Linked DNA regions of Mus musculus: all the other regions are linked to region 4. The links are chromatin contacts, called in public Hi-C and promoter capture Hi-C maps. All regions are on one chromosome and are shown on one strand. The core of a region is the stretch at or near the end of the contact, and the rest is flanking DNA. Distances in the headings are between cores, read along the strand shown.

Region 1 (2,700 bases), core at 129-2,628, 160 kb after region 4:
GGCTCAGTTCTGTGCGCTTGAAAATGATAAAGCAGGCAGACCTCCATGAAGCGGCTAAGCTGCGACTTGAAGGATAATGAGCTGTGGGTCTGTTTATTCCTAAGCTCAGCAGTCTCCTCCAGCAGTGCTCAGCCACCCCCTGAGAATGACTTCCATGACCATCCAGGCCCCTCTGAGGGCCACTGAGTTCAGACGAGGTGCCAGCCTCCAGTCCCTCAGCATGTCTACCCTTCTCTGTTCCCTCTTTACAAGCTAAAGAGAAAGTATATGGGGTTTTCATCATCATCTAAAACTCCGTGCTGTTTTTTTTTTTCCCCATTTGTCAAATGGACGTGATAAACTCAGAGCGGTTTTTGTTCTCCGAGAAAACGGATGCCCCTCCTAGGCTTGTTCCTCTTCTGTATTTAATGAGACTGGCGTTAGAGGGGAGTCTTTTCTTAGCATATCACATCCTGTTTTCTGCTCACAAGCCTGAGTTTTCATGGTCTAGCAACGCTGGTGTTTGCATAGCCCGTCTCCCAGTGAAAAAACAAGCTGTACACAGCAACCTGAGGCCAAAGATAACTAACATACTCAACTTGTCTGAGCTCTCAACTTCACTCACACCTCAAAACTTCTCAGGACGATGCTGAACGCTAACCAGGAGCTTAATAGTTGGAGATGTGATTTCCAATTTCACCAGAAAGCCATAAAAGGAGTAGATGCTCGTAGAGAAAGCTCAGCTGCTCAGACTCCGGCTTTCAAGGTTCTAGTGTCTGATGTTGATGCACAAGGAGCCCAACAGGGGAAAATGTCTCCTTCCTCCCTCCCTCCCTCACTCCCCTCCTCACTCCCCTGGTATCTGTGTCTTGGGTGTGAGAAGACCTTTCCAGGCAGTTCTTTGTGGGTGCTGAGGAGCGCATGAGCTTCCTGGTCAGTGGGGGGGTGGGGGGGGCTCTTTTTTTTTTTTTTTGGTTTGTCAAGACAGGGTTTTTTTCTGTGTAGCCCTGGCTGTCCTGGAACTCACTCTGTAGACCAGGCTGGCCTCAAACTCAGAAATCCACCTGCCTCTGCCTCCTGAGTGCTGGGGTTAAAGACGTGTGCTACCACCACCTGGCTGGGGGGACTCTTTAAAGTCAGAGCCACTCTAGTCTGAGACTTTGGTCCACAGAGAATGGGGAGAGTTAGCCCCGTGCCAATTCCAGAAAACCACACCCAGAATCAAACCCCTCTCTTCTTACCTGGGGAGTCTCTGCCTTCAATCATGAAGGAATCCAGCCTCATGAGGTTCACCAACAGAGCCACCACCCAGGGGGCCCTCCCAGCGCCCATTCTGGAGGGGACAAAGGGGCAATGAAGAGACTGATACACCTATTTAGAATAGAGCTGTCTTCCACACAGCTGAAAAAAAAAATAGATAGGTAATTATGCAGCCTCCTTCACACTGTTAACCAATCAAGAGCGAAGACTTTGCATCATTTGTTGCTAGGCAGAACACTTTGCTAACACTGTGTGATAAAAGCCAAGAACTGGTTACCTGGAGAGTCAGTGTTGGCTGTTGAAATGTGGGAAAATGGACCAGCATCGGGAGAGAAAAGTCTACAGAGTATGAGGTCCTAGAACAAAGTAGGTTGTTTATTGTGTATTCTGCTGCCTTCACTTAGTAGGGTCCCTGAATTAGTCTGACCAACAGGTCTCCCTTCCTAGAGAGTGACTGACATTGACTGCAGAGGGTACTGAACTATGTAAATAGCTTTGTGGATTGTAGCTTAAAGGGGGTTGATGGCAGCTCGTCAGCAAAAGCAGAAGACAGGCTGTGCTGTGCCTTGTATGCCAAGCAAGGAGAGGAGGGAAGAGGAAAACAAAGACAGAAAGACAAACAGGAAGGCATAATTCTCAAAAGAATAAAATCGTGCAAATATACTCATAAAGACAGAATAGAAGGAAGCATTGGGGACCAAGTCAGTAAGATGGTGGGATGGGATTCTATAGAACACATTAGCTGGCAGAACGAGTGTAGCCTGAGCTACAGAGTGAGACCCTGGCTCAAAATGACAATAATAATAATAATAATAATAATAATAATAATAATAATAATAATAATAATAAATGACACTGTGCTGAAAATATTATGGGAAAAAGTATAAATTAATCGATTAATTGACCTCTGCTGCCTTGGTCAGGTTTCTGCTGCCGTGACGACCACCACAGCCAAAGCTACTTCACAGTAGCTTAGAAGGAGGCTGAAAGCTATTGAAGGAAAGGGCTTATTTCACCTTACAGCAGCTTATGTTCCATCACTGGGGGAGGTCAGGGCAGGAGCTCAGGGAGGAACCTCGAGGCAGGAACTGAAGCAGAAGGGAGCTGCTTACTGGCTTGCTCCACATGGCTTGCTCAGCCTGCTTTCTTAAACTGCCCAAGACTCTACCTCCCACAGTGGGCCAGGCCATTCCTCATCAATAAATAGTCAATTAAAAGAAAATGTCCTCTAGACTTGCCTAAGACAATCTGATGGGGACATTTTCTCAATTGAGGTTCCCTCTTCCCAGATGACCTAGCTTAGGTCAAGTTGACAAGCACACACACACACACACACACACACACACACACACACACACACATGCACATACACGTGCATGCATGCACAAAGTAAAATTAGCCAGTATACTTACCAAGATAATGTAATGATGTATATATTATGCATGGAATTTTATCCTATTG
Region 2 (2,700 bases), core at 7-2,506, 140 kb after region 4:
AAACGGTACTTGGTACATTTGAAAAAAAAAATAATAATAAAACTAAGGGACACCAAAAGTTGGGTGGTAGAGGGGGGGGGATGGGCCTGGGTAGAGTTGGAAGAGGGAGTAAATATGACCAAAACTGTACGAAATTCTCAGCGAACTAATAAAACTAGGATACAAAAAATAAATAAAATATTTGCCAGTTTCTGCTACCCCACCCCCACCCTGTGGGACTCTCTCCTGTGTGCAAAAGGCCCTGACCCCCTAGGGGGCACTCGTTCTCAGGAGAGCCCCGACTACAAAACCAACAAATGGGAATCCAGGCAACCTCTGAGAACTGCCTGCTTGCACGGTCACTCCAGGCATCTTAAGGGTAACTGCGAGACTGAAGACACCTCTATGGCTTAGGGGACTGGGGCTTTATTTACTCTCTGGTCTCCGAACGAACTAGGACACCTCCGCTCACCCCAGGGTATGTATCACATATGTCCCTTCTGGGCCTAGTGTTTTCTTGGAAATTCAATTTACTAACTCAGTGTTTGAGTTCTGGATTCCATTTGACCAAAAAAATTAGGTTTCTTGGTCACTGGCTTCTCTCTGAGTTAGACGCCTAGAGTTCGCTCTCTTAAACCTCCACTCCACATGAGGAGTTGTCCGCAAACATCGGGACCACAGACCATCGCTGATCTGTTTCCCCACTTCAGAATCTGGCATTTCCTCCAGACAATGTACGGGGTGGGGGTGGGGGGCACTGGTATTGTAAGCCCTGTACGGGGGAGTGGGTGGGGGCACTGGTATTGTAAGCCCTGCTGTCTCCCCATGCACAACCCTTATCTTTGGTGGTCGATTTAAATTCTGCCGCCTCCTCCTCCTCCTCCGTTTATATGTCAGGCTCGCACCGGCGGCGGCACCATCCTAACTCAATATTAGAACACAGAAGTGAGAATGGAGTCTCACTCTCTCTTCAGAGAAAGGAAATCTATAGTAAAATCAGGATTTTGCCACCCCCTCCCACATCCCAGAGTCCCCAGGGTCCCTCAGAACACGACCCCCAGAGTGCTGGCTCTGGAGAGCCCTGCCCCCGGCACTTACTTTCGGAGTCTCCGCCCTCAGTCCCTGGGCTGCTCAGCACCATCAGCACCACCACAGCAGCCGAGAGGAGGAGGCTGGGGATCTGCAGAGCCATCTCTAAGGCACAGGTAATGGCAGTCACCAGGACTCACACCTGCTGTGCCCCCTTCAGAAAGCAAAGTTCTGTAGCCTGGAGTGATCTGAAATCCCAGAGTGTCAGGGTTGGTCCCAAGTGAGGAACCAATCAGCATTGGAGCTGAAGTCTGTCATCTGTCTCTGGGTAGACTTTGTTTACAAAGGCTCTCTATGCGCGGCATGGTCTGTTTCTTCATGAGCCCCACTGGATGAACGTTTGAGGTGACTGCTCCTCTCAGTTACAGAGTAAACTTTTCTAAACTGCAGACTGCCTGTGTTTGGGGGTTTAAAGAGAAAAGTGCGTGAAGTATAGACAACTTTGGGATAATTATTTCAAATCTACTGTTCTTACACTTGAGGTTGTAGTGGGAGAAATGAGTGTGACATGTATTAAGAGACAGAGAAATCATGTTTTGTTACATCTGACCCTCTGGGGTGCCTCAGGTGAGAAAGCAGAGTTCTTGGGGAGTCGCTGAGCCTCTTTCCAATCCTGGAATTCTCTTTGTAAAATGCAAGCCATGTTCCCTGAACTGTATTCTAGGTTTTGATAAGCTCACATGGAAGAGCAGTGTGATGTGGTTAATAATGGAAAGCATTGAGCTGTCCTGTGTACATGTTGGAAATGTCAGGTTAATGTGTGTCTCAGCCCTGCTGGCTCATGCACCTTCCCCATGCAGGAGTCTTCTACATTCACGATATTCCAATGAAAATACAGAAGTTGATCAGCCCAACGTTGCTCTTGTGGATTCTTCTGCTGTTTAAATCCTCCATAACCATGATGTCAGCTAAGGAAAACTCCACAACCTTTTAGGGCTTCCAGATCCAGCTGCCTGGAATTTCAAGGACAAAAGGCTAATGGTGTAAAATAGCAGTTTCAGGAAGGGACAGCCATAGGTTTGTCACACTGTGCCAGGCTGAATAACAGAGTCATCAACTTGTGCTTCAAATACATCTCTCCTCAGGTATACACTACTAAGTCTAATTGTCCATCAGCTGGAATGGTACCTGACAAATACCAAATGACTAAACAATAAGTCTCTTTCCCTGAAACTACAACACTATCTCTATTATTTTAGATCCTAGTTAAACAGGGGTCAGGACCTGAAAACAGAGTTGATGAAGGAAAAGGGAAAGACGTAGAGTTGGGTAACAAGACCATCCCGTGGGGGCTCCAGCAGCGCAGGTGAACTGCAGCATTCCAGGGTCCACACTGGCACCCTGATGTAGAGAACCAGAGAGGGACCGCACTGGGCTCTCACCATCAGCTCTGCTCAGGACAGACACAGATCTCCTAAGCCTAGGCAGGGAGCATGCAGGAGAAACATCAACTCAGATGTGGAAAGGGTTAGCAGACAAACATGGCCATTCAGGGACCATGGCAGTGGATGCTCTCAGGGTCCTCAGCCCCCACGTCAGACCTCCACACAATAATCTGCAGCCTCTGCCTCTTCTACACCTTCCCTAAGATGAAACCTAATAGGCTGTGTCCTCGGCTGGGAAGAGAAGAAG
Region 3 (2,700 bases), core at 165-2,664, 140 kb before region 4:
GGACAGATGGAGTGCTGGTTCCCATCTCAAGGCTCCAGTGTTCAATTTTCTTCAGTTTCCTCAGGATCTTGTGGTTGACACAGGAGTGGTCTGTTCCCACAGTGTGCTCTCCTATCTTTCCTGTCAGGCAATAGGGGCTCAACCTAGTCCCAATGCAGGAATGCCTTTCCCCTTCAATTCCCATCTGTCCTGTGAAGGGTTCCCATGAGTCACAGCTGTCCTGGGGTCTCTCAACCTAAAGTGGCTTCTAGGGTGTTCACATCTGTTCTCCTGCAGCAATGGGCTCTGTCCCTGAAGTGCACATCAAAGGTCCAGAAGATGGTGGAGTGTGTGTTGTGTGCATGACCTCAGGGTGGTACCCGGAACCTCAGGTGCATTGGAGAGACTCCAGAGGAGAGAAATTCACAGCATCCTTGGAGATCCACGGTGAAGATGCTCAAGGACTGTTCAGAACAGAGACCTCACTGGTGGTGAGAGACAGCTCTGTGAGGAATGTGATTTGTTCCACTTTCAATTCTATCCTGGGTCAGGAGAAAGCCATGGCCATGTTCATCCCTGGTGAGAGCTGTCCCTCACTCTTTCAAAGCCTGGGTTGTGATGATCTTACTGGAGTGTGGTGGTCTGTCTCTTCTCAGGTTCACCCATTACTGTCTCTCTGTCTGGGCCACAGAGCCCTTCTTCCCCCAGGTCTCTCCCTGGAAGCCAGCTTTTCTTGTGACCCTGACTGTGATGGGACTACTAGTCTTAGGGACAAGCTATCTTCTCGGAACAGAACGTTTTACGAGGCTGAACATGCAGGAGATAATAGGGGATCTTCAGCGTGAGAAGGATGAGTTACAGAAGACAAAGGAGGATGCTCTGAAAACTATTAGTAAGTCACCATAGCAGTGAAGGACAGGTTCAGAGTCCCCAGGAGGGCCCAGTGTTTTGATCAGAGTAGGTGGAATACAAATTCCAGAGAGGATGCCTGGACTCCTTTGGGTCAGGTGGCCTGTAGTTCAGAGAATCAGGAACCCAAACTGTGTTTCCTTTCTTCCTCTCAAGTGTACAGACTCCCTCTCCTCCCTGTTTTTCAGATGCACTCATGGTGGAGCTTGGTGAGTCCTGCTTTTCCTCCTGAGCCCTTTGGTCCCCTCAGGAGCCCAGTGGCTCTCTTGACTCCTGTGTGTTGCTTTTCAGCTCGAAGGAAATCAGCTTACAGGGCAGGTGAGTGACTGCCCCAGTGTTCCATGGTTCTACATGCAGTCTCTCCTTGATTCTAGGCAGAGTGGGTACTCTTCTGGGGTCAGAAGTGGAATTTTCTGGAAGATGGAAGCCTGGTGTTTAGGCTCCTTCTGATCTCTGCCCAGAGCTGGAAAATGTGTGACTCTTGGGTTTGTCCTGTTTCCTATGTCATAATCTAACCACTTCCTGATACTTTTATTGCTCCCTCAGGGTCCAGTAGCTCTAGACTTCTGTCTGCATCTGGGATCAGACTGCAGTGTTAACATTTCTGTAAAGAAAGTGTTCTAATTAGGTTTCTATTGCTGTAAGAAACTAGTGTAATCTGGGGAGGGAAAGGTCATTTGTTGTACATATTTTCTTTTTCTTTCTTTCTTTTTTTTTAATGCTGCATTTCTTGGTTTTATTTGAAACAGTGCATATTTTAAGCATTTTATGGAAGGATTTTACACTTGTCATTTACACAAATTACAAGGTTCGGCTTAAAGTCTTTTAAAAAATTCTAAAAATCCAGCCCATGTGCAGCACAAGAATATGCAAAACTACTTTACAGTATACACACTTTTTATCAAAGGAGATACAAAATTCTGGCTTGTAGTTTTAGACAAATACAAGAAGCTTCAAACTAGACACAAAGGGTTAACATTAATTCTCAATTTTAAGTCTGCACTTTTGTGTTGTATTTCTCTGAGATGTAAATACCAAATTCCTAAGAGATTTTAACATTTTCTTTTTCAAAGAAAACCTGACACATTTCCAGTAAACAAGTCCCTCTCAATTTGCTTAATCCCCAACCAGTTTACTCTTGGTGCCAGAGACCAGGCACTCAGGAGGAACAGACCCTGACAGTAACTGTTTCAATGCAAAACTCCAAAGAGCTGTAACAGATGTGAACGCTTCTGCTGTATTCTGACGAGTGCCCTTAACATTTAGGAACCTTCTTCCTTACACTGTGTGACTAACTGCTCAACATAGAGTTCACTGGGTTCCAGCAAAGAAGTTTTGGTAGTGACAAACTGGTGGCCCTAAGTCAAACTTGTAAATAGAATATAGCACTGACTGAATGAGGGACCTGGCTGACGGTACGCATAGATGCTCTGTCAGCAGATTGGAGGCAACAGGAAGAGCAGGGCTTTTACGCCCTTTCAAGAAATATTGTTTCTATCATTGGTATTCACTGTTCTCTAGCCATCTTCTGACACCTAAACATGTACATGTAAAATACTTAAAAGAAGCCCACCTTTCACCCAGAATCAATTTATAGCCAACTCTCACTTATCTATGAGAACCTAATTGACATACTATCAAAGAATTTCATTCTGGAGAGTTTTGATACTTCAGTGATTTTACACATCCCAGCAAGACCAAGTCATAATGCAAACAGAGCAGCTCGTCCCACTAGGATTTTGGGTACAAGCCAAGCAGAAACAGTGGAGACAGGCAAAACACCTGAGGAGGATAAGAGAAAATTAATTTCAA
Region 4 (2,700 bases), core at 138-2,637:
CAGCTCCAATGGTGGGAGAATGGGGGGCAGGTGAAGAGTGCTAGTTGTAGCTTTAAAGACCACAGCTGGAGGTACCTCCACCTCCAAGAGTACTAACGGGGTGCTAGACACCCAACAGTCACATCCTCGGACTCAGGGAAGCATTTACACCCACCAGAAGGGGAAGCTTACCTAATTGTCACTGGTGGATGGGGTGTCAAGTAAGCAGTGAGCCGGAAGGTGAGACTGCTGCAAGCCAACTGGAGATAGGGGATAGGGTCCTAGTGCGGCTCAGACCCCAGAACTAGGGGGAGCACAGGCACCAGGAGAGCCTATCCAAGTCACAGCACTAAAATGTGTTTCTGTTCGGATGGGAGGGTATCTTGGAAGCCCAAGAACCTTACAGCTCTACTGGAAATGATATCCCAGCAGAAGGGCATCCTGAGACAGGAGACCACAGGAACCACACAGCTCTGCAAGGAAGCCTCCTCAGCAGAGGCATTGCAGCTCCCAGGGGAGGGTCTCCCCAGCTGAGCTGAGGAGCTCAGGAGCCTCAGCTCCACTCCTTCTCTTCACTTTTTCTCTTCATTGTTTCTTTTCTTCTTGGCTTCTTTTGAGGCGAGTGGAAGGCATATGGGTGTGGAGGAACAAAACCAGGGATGGCTGCCTTCTGCTCCTGGGAGAGGACAGCAGGGAACTGGACGAAAGGGCAGTGCTTATATAGGATTTCTGAGGGGGCAGTGTTTTTCGGGGCAGAGATTTCCAGAGTGAGGATTGGTGGGATTTTAAGTCTTGAACTTGGGAGAGCGCAGGAATTGGTGGGTTTTCCTGCTTAGGGATTGGTGGTTTTTTGTTTGTTTGTTTGTTTGTTTGTTTTGTGGGAAGCTCAGGGATTGGTGGCTTTTTTTTTTCATCCCCCCTCCCCCCCCCCCTTTCCCTGCATCAGTCAGACCCATGGGTTAGGGTAGGAAGTCCTTCCTGACTGCAGCCGGCCTTCGCCAGGGTTTGCTGAGGCACCATCTCTGTGGGGAGGCTAGGGGAGACTGGAGAGGAGGCGCTGCTGCCATGGTGGACAGTTCCAGCGGCGGTATTTCACTAAGGCTGTAGGCTGAGGCGGGACAGGGGATCCGCCACTGCAAGCTGAGCGGCCGCGGTGAGGCCGTTTTAACAGGAGCCGCCATTTTGGACAGCTCCTGTGGGACGCTTCATCGTGGCGTCGGCTGTGGCCTGCGGCGGCAAGGACAAACCTGCCGCCGCTTTGAGCGCTTTTGTGGCGCGGCAGCTTTTGTGGGGCTGCCGCGCTGCTCAGGGACTGTACGGGGGCGGGGAGTGAGCTGGACACGCCGCCTGTGGCAGGACTACACCATGACTAACCTTCTCTTTCCTTCGGGCTTGTTAGAATCCCCCTAACTGAAGGAGTGCGGATTCCCTGGTCCAATCAAGAGGCTGAGCTTAGCTACGTCATCAGTTACCAGGGATGGCTGCTCCTGGAGGCGTCCACAGCGCCACAGCCTTCTCCAGCTCTAGGATATGAGTCTCCTGAAGTGGGTGCACGTAAATCACTTTTGACATCTACACTATTAAGCTGAAGTGCAGTAAGCGCCAGGCTAAAGGTGCCTGGCTACACAGTCGTCTTCCTTCACCTCCTTTGCTCTCGCACAGCTTCAAATACAACAGTTGTCCTAACAGCTTTATGTAGGAAAAGTGAGTACCACCCCCCCACCCCCCCACCCCCACCCCCAGTCCTCAAACTGCTGAGTGAATGACTGACCATCACAGAGCTGGCCCAACTCCGCAGCCTGGTTGAAATGTTTCAGCTGCAACTGGATCCAGCACTAAAATAGTAAATAAAAAAGAAATTGCTGGTTTCAAAGAGGTCCCTCACATTGAATTTCTAACTAGCAACTGATGATGCAGTTCATATCTGACGCTGATTGGTCCTTAATACTGACCTTATCCAATCCAGCAGCAAGGCTGTGAATCTCCTGCTTCTTATGGCCTGGGGCATAGATGGAGTGAGGAGATAGTTGCCAAGGTGTGAGACCACTATCTCTCCTGCAGCGGGATGTGACTGTGGCTCCCCAGAGGCCCCTGTTTGGCCGCTGTGATCGTGATGCTGATGATGCTGAGCCCTTCTGTGGCTTTGGTCAGGGACCCCCAGTGTAAGTGCACACCTCAGGTTCTGAGCTGCTGGGTACGGAGGGAGGAAGGAGCTAACTTCCTCACTGTCCAGGCCAAGTCCCTTGTTACTATGGATGTTTTCTGTGAGCATGCACAGACCTCACATGAAATCCAAACTATGTCCCCAAACAGAAGCCTGGATGTTTGTGCTCTAAGAGCTGTGTGAGAGGTCCCTGTGTATCAGCCATTGTTTTTCAAGTTTCCTCCAGTAACATCTCTAGCCTTGTGTCATCTTCCATTAGGGCCCCAGGGGGACTGATAAATCATGATATTAAATTAACTTCTCACACAGGGGTTTTATGGGTTGAGCTATGCCAGGCAAAGAGGTCTTTGTATAAAAATAGAACTTCATATGTGTATTTCTATTCTATTTTGTATATTTTGTTTTAGTAAAAAAAAATAAAGTTAAGTAAAATATTGGTCTAATCAGAAGATTTCTGTGAAGGTGTCATAGAGTCAAGGGATAGCAGGGAGATCCATGTGCGCCCTCTGCAGGCTGTGCAGCTGCTGCTTAGCCACCTGTGTGTCTGAACCCAGGGC
Region 5 (2,700 bases), core at 121-2,620, 190 kb after region 4:
ACCCAGCACCCTGCACAGGTCACCTCACCCTCCGTATGACTAGATACACGTCTTTTTCCAGGTCTCGGCGCCACCACAGCTGTCTACATCGCTCCAGGGCCTCCTTGTAGTGGCTGACTTCCTGCTCCTCGGCCCCAAAGCTTCGCACAGTCTGCAGCCCTCCTACCGCCTCGCGCACCACCTGCCCCGCCTTGGCCACTGCATCCTGGATCTCCTTTAGCACCGCCTGAAAACAGGGCAGCGGATAAAACCGGTGAATAAGGCAGAACACAACAGGCAGGGGCTTCCCTCCAGCAATTCATCACTGCCCCGTGCCTTTCTTTCCAGAAGGAATATTTTCGGAGGGGGAGGGGAGGGGAGGGGAGGGGAGATGAGATGCTGGGGAGATGGCTCCATGGGTAAAGTGCTTGTCCCAGTGTATCACGCACACTCACAGAGCACAGGAAGTAGAAAACATATGTGAATTGCTGAGCTCTCCCTGTTAAGCACTGTGGTGCTATTCTGTTTAGCTTTCATTTGAAGTGAATTCTTGCATGTGATGTCAAATGAGGAGAGAGACAGTAATTCAGAAAGGTGGAGATGTGGCTGTCAAAGTGGCTCAGCTGTTCAGAGAGCTTGTGTCTCTTCCAGATGACCAGGGTATAATCCCCAGCACACAAACCATGCCACACAAACACCTGTGACTGCAGCTCCAGAGAATCAGGGGCTGTCGTCTGGCCTCTGCGGACACGGACACACACACACACACACAGAAATGTGCAAATAAAATAAATCCTTATGTTTTAAAAAGATGGAGAGGTAATTCAAAATGCATCAAAGACATAAATGTAAAAATTAAAACTGTAAAAACTCTTTTTATAAAGATTTAGTGTGTGTATGTGTATGTGTGTGTGTGTGTGTGTGTGTGTGTGTACATGAGTGCAGGTGAGTCCCGAAAAGACAGCTGAATAGCTGGCATACAGGAGCTGGGGGTCAAATCCCAGCCCTCTGCAAGTGCAGTATGGGCTCTCAGCCACTGAGCCAGCTCTTCAGCCCCAATTAGCTAAGATTTGACAATGAATTCTTGGATTTGACACCAAAAGTGCAGGCAACAAAGACAGATGCACAGGACCCTGTCCACAATGAGAAAGCCATCAAGGTCATGGTAAGCAGCTGCTGTTCTGGGGTGACAGCTGGCCTGAGTCACCCCAACTTCACACAAGACTGTTTTGCCTCAGGAAGGCTGGGCTTAGCAGATCCTTTGCCTCTGAGCATGACCGTTATCTCCTCAGAGTTAACCACAAGTCCCAGCTGCCAAGTCTGGGTGCCACCTTAAGACCCATGTTCTGGGTTGAGCCGTTTCTGACTTGTGGTGAGTCTGCCAGTGCCTCAAGGCCAAGATAACCACAAACTGACTACTCTGGGACACAGTGACACTGAGTACAGCATGACTAAGTGCTCTGGGACACTTTGACACTAAACACAGCCTGACTGCATGCAGAAACATCCCTGCAACGGCAGCCCCTGTGCTCAGCTTCTCTGCATCTCTGCTGCAGCCATACTCGGTGTCGCTAATCAGCCCTCTCCTGAAGCCTTTTCCTGTCTTGGTGAGTTCCATCAGAGCCCATGTGTCACCAGCATAGGACCCTGTCCACATGTCTACCCATGTGTCACCAGCATAGGACCCTGTCCACATGTCTACCCATGTGTCACCAGCCTACCCATGTGTCACCAGCATGTCAAGTAACATCTGGGATATACGTGAAATACATTTTTTAAAATACAGTTTTAAAAATATAAAGAATGTGGCAAATGTCCCATAAGCACATGAAAACATCGTTAATGGTTAGAAAAATGCACATCGAAGCCACAATGAGCCACTGCACCACATCGTGTTGCAGGGGATGGTGGCTTTTATTCCAATTTAAAAAATAAAATAAAATGACAATAAGTTTGGGGGGAAACATGGACAAATCAGAAGGCTGTGCTCAGAACTATGACCCAAAAGTGAGCAATGCAGTGAGTTTCACATCTGTGTGGTTTACTACACATACACACACACACACACACACACACACACACACACATCCAGTTGTGTATGCTGAGGGGAAAGGGAAAACTTCCCAGGGCTGGAGAGATGCCTCCGTGGGTAAGAGCACTGGCTGCTCTTCCAGGGGTCCTGGGTTCCATCCCCAGCACCCACGTGGTGGCTCACAACTATCTGTAACTCCAGTCCCAGGGTATCTGGCGCCCTCTTCTGGCCTCCTCAGGCAATGCACACAAATGATAGGCATGCAAGCAAAACACCACACACATAAAATAAAAACAAATAAATGAGTGTAAACCTCCTAAGATGTCCTTCACTCTGATTCACAGTCATTTGTGGGAAGGGCATAGACAGACTCTGAGAAGCTCACTGGAAGGCAGAAAGACACCCCGGGGGCTCACCTCGCTCTCCAACACAGCTAGCACTTGAACCACTTCTGTTTATAGATCCAGTGGGCCTCCAACCTCCTCAACTCAAATGTCCATCAGTGAATGACTGAACTAGCAAAATGTTGTGCAAGCATAGAATGGACTGTAGGGACTGATAAGAGGTGTTCTGTCTGTCTACCGATTATCTGTCTATCAATCTATCTATCTACCTACCTACCTATTTATCTATCTACCTACCTATCTACTTATTTGTCTGTCTGTCTGTCTGTCTGTCTACTACCTACC

The links. Promoter capture Hi-C pulls out the DNA fragments that hold promoters and counts their contacts. A called contact is a pair of places that touch in the nucleus more often than the background predicts. Capture Hi-C pulls out chosen DNA fragments and counts their contacts.
Region 1: a Hi-C map of bone marrow-derived macrophages shows a contact between it and region 4, with 56 read pairs. The contact joins the promoter of H2-Ob here to the promoter of BC051142 in region 4. A contact is called at or near these places in 14 of 39 promoter capture datasets (the C10 cell line, the HPC-7 cell line, HPC-7-derived erythroid cells and 10 more), 5 of 15 datasets of contacts at CTCF or cohesin (the NIH/3T3 cell line, embryonic stem cells and large pre-B cells), 68 of 484 Hi-C or Micro-C datasets (B cells, the BV-2 cell line, the C10 cell line and 39 more), 15 of 115 datasets of contacts at active chromatin or transcription factors (CD8 T cells, the HPC-7 cell line, bone marrow-derived dendritic cells and 9 more) and 5 of 9 other capture datasets (adipose tissue, embryonic stem cells, liver and 2 more).
Region 2: a contact with region 4 is called in a promoter capture Hi-C map of adipose tissue. The contact joins the promoter of H2-Ab1 here to the promoter of BC051142 in region 4. A contact is called at or near these places in 21 of 39 promoter capture datasets (the 3T3-L1 cell line, the C10 cell line, the HPC-7 cell line and 12 more), 2 of 15 datasets of contacts at CTCF or cohesin (both in embryonic stem cells), 43 of 484 Hi-C or Micro-C datasets (B cells, the C10 cell line, CD4 T cells and 26 more), 12 of 115 datasets of contacts at active chromatin or transcription factors (the 230-238 cell line, the HPC-7 cell line, bone marrow-derived macrophages and 5 more) and 3 of 9 other capture datasets (adipose tissue, liver and pancreatic islet).
Region 3: a Hi-C map of bone marrow-derived macrophages shows a contact between it and region 4, with 32 read pairs. The contact joins the enhancer-like site here to the promoter of BC051142 in region 4. A contact is called at or near these places in 10 of 39 promoter capture datasets (the C10 cell line, the HPC-7 cell line, HPC-7-derived erythroid cells and 5 more), 1 of 15 datasets of contacts at CTCF or cohesin (stem cell-derived epiblast-like cells), 29 of 484 Hi-C or Micro-C datasets (the HL-1 cell line, the MC3T3-E1 cell line, adipose-derived mesenchymal stem cells and 13 more), 5 of 115 datasets of contacts at active chromatin or transcription factors (bone marrow-derived macrophages, embryonic stem cells and epiblast stem cells) and 2 of 9 other capture datasets (adipose tissue and embryonic stem cells).
Region 5: a contact with region 4 is called in a promoter capture Hi-C map of pre-B cells. The contact joins the enhancer-like site here to the promoter of BC051142 in region 4. A contact is called at or near these places in 4 of 39 promoter capture datasets (the C10 cell line, the HPC-7 cell line, embryonic stem cells and 1 more), 5 of 484 Hi-C or Micro-C datasets (B cells, bone marrow-derived macrophages, cerebral cortex and 1 more), 5 of 115 datasets of contacts at active chromatin or transcription factors (bone marrow-derived macrophages, embryonic stem cells, microglia and 1 more) and 4 of 9 other capture datasets (adipose tissue, embryonic stem cells, liver and 1 more).

What each region holds. Positions count from the first base shown.
Region 1 is chr17:34,237,583-34,240,282 of GRCm38.p6, reverse strand. H2-Ob (histocompatibility 2, O region beta locus) reads right to left here and starts at 1,378. Exons shown (of 6, transcript NM_010389.3): 1 at 1,221-1,378. The coding sequence starts at 1,311.
Region 2 is chr17:34,261,783-34,264,482 of GRCm38.p6, reverse strand. H2-Ab1 (histocompatibility 2, class II antigen A, beta 1) reads right to left here and starts at 1,256. Exons shown (of 6, transcript NM_207105.3): 1 at 1,078-1,256. The coding sequence starts at 1,171.
Region 3 is chr17:34,539,220-34,541,919 of GRCm38.p6, reverse strand. It overlaps the pseudogene Btnl7-ps. Among named protein-coding and RNA genes, the nearest start is that of Gm31560, 3.2 kb to the left of the region's middle. Within about 2 kb of position 1,414, at least 5 of the 459 cell types and tissues checked have an H3K27ac peak or open chromatin away from gene starts, as enhancers often do. A contact at or near this core is called in bone marrow-derived macrophages, stem cell-derived germline stem cell-like cells and trophoblast stem cells, where this site is marked.
Region 4 is chr17:34,397,507-34,400,206 of GRCm38.p6, reverse strand. It overlaps BC051142 (cDNA sequence BC051142), which reads right to left and starts at 1,387. Exons shown (of 20, transcript NM_001001177.2): 1 at 1,354-1,387.
Region 5 is chr17:34,209,396-34,212,095 of GRCm38.p6, reverse strand. Tap2 (transporter 2, ATP-binding cassette, sub-family B (MDR/TAP)) reads right to left here. Exons shown (of 12, transcript NM_011530.3): 6 at 29-226. Among named protein-coding and RNA genes, the nearest start is that of Tap2, 6.3 kb to the right of the region's middle. Within about 2 kb of position 1,370, at least 103 of the 459 cell types and tissues checked have an H3K27ac peak or open chromatin away from gene starts, as enhancers often do. A contact at or near this core is called in the HPC-7 cell line, bone marrow-derived macrophages and pre-B cells, where this site is marked.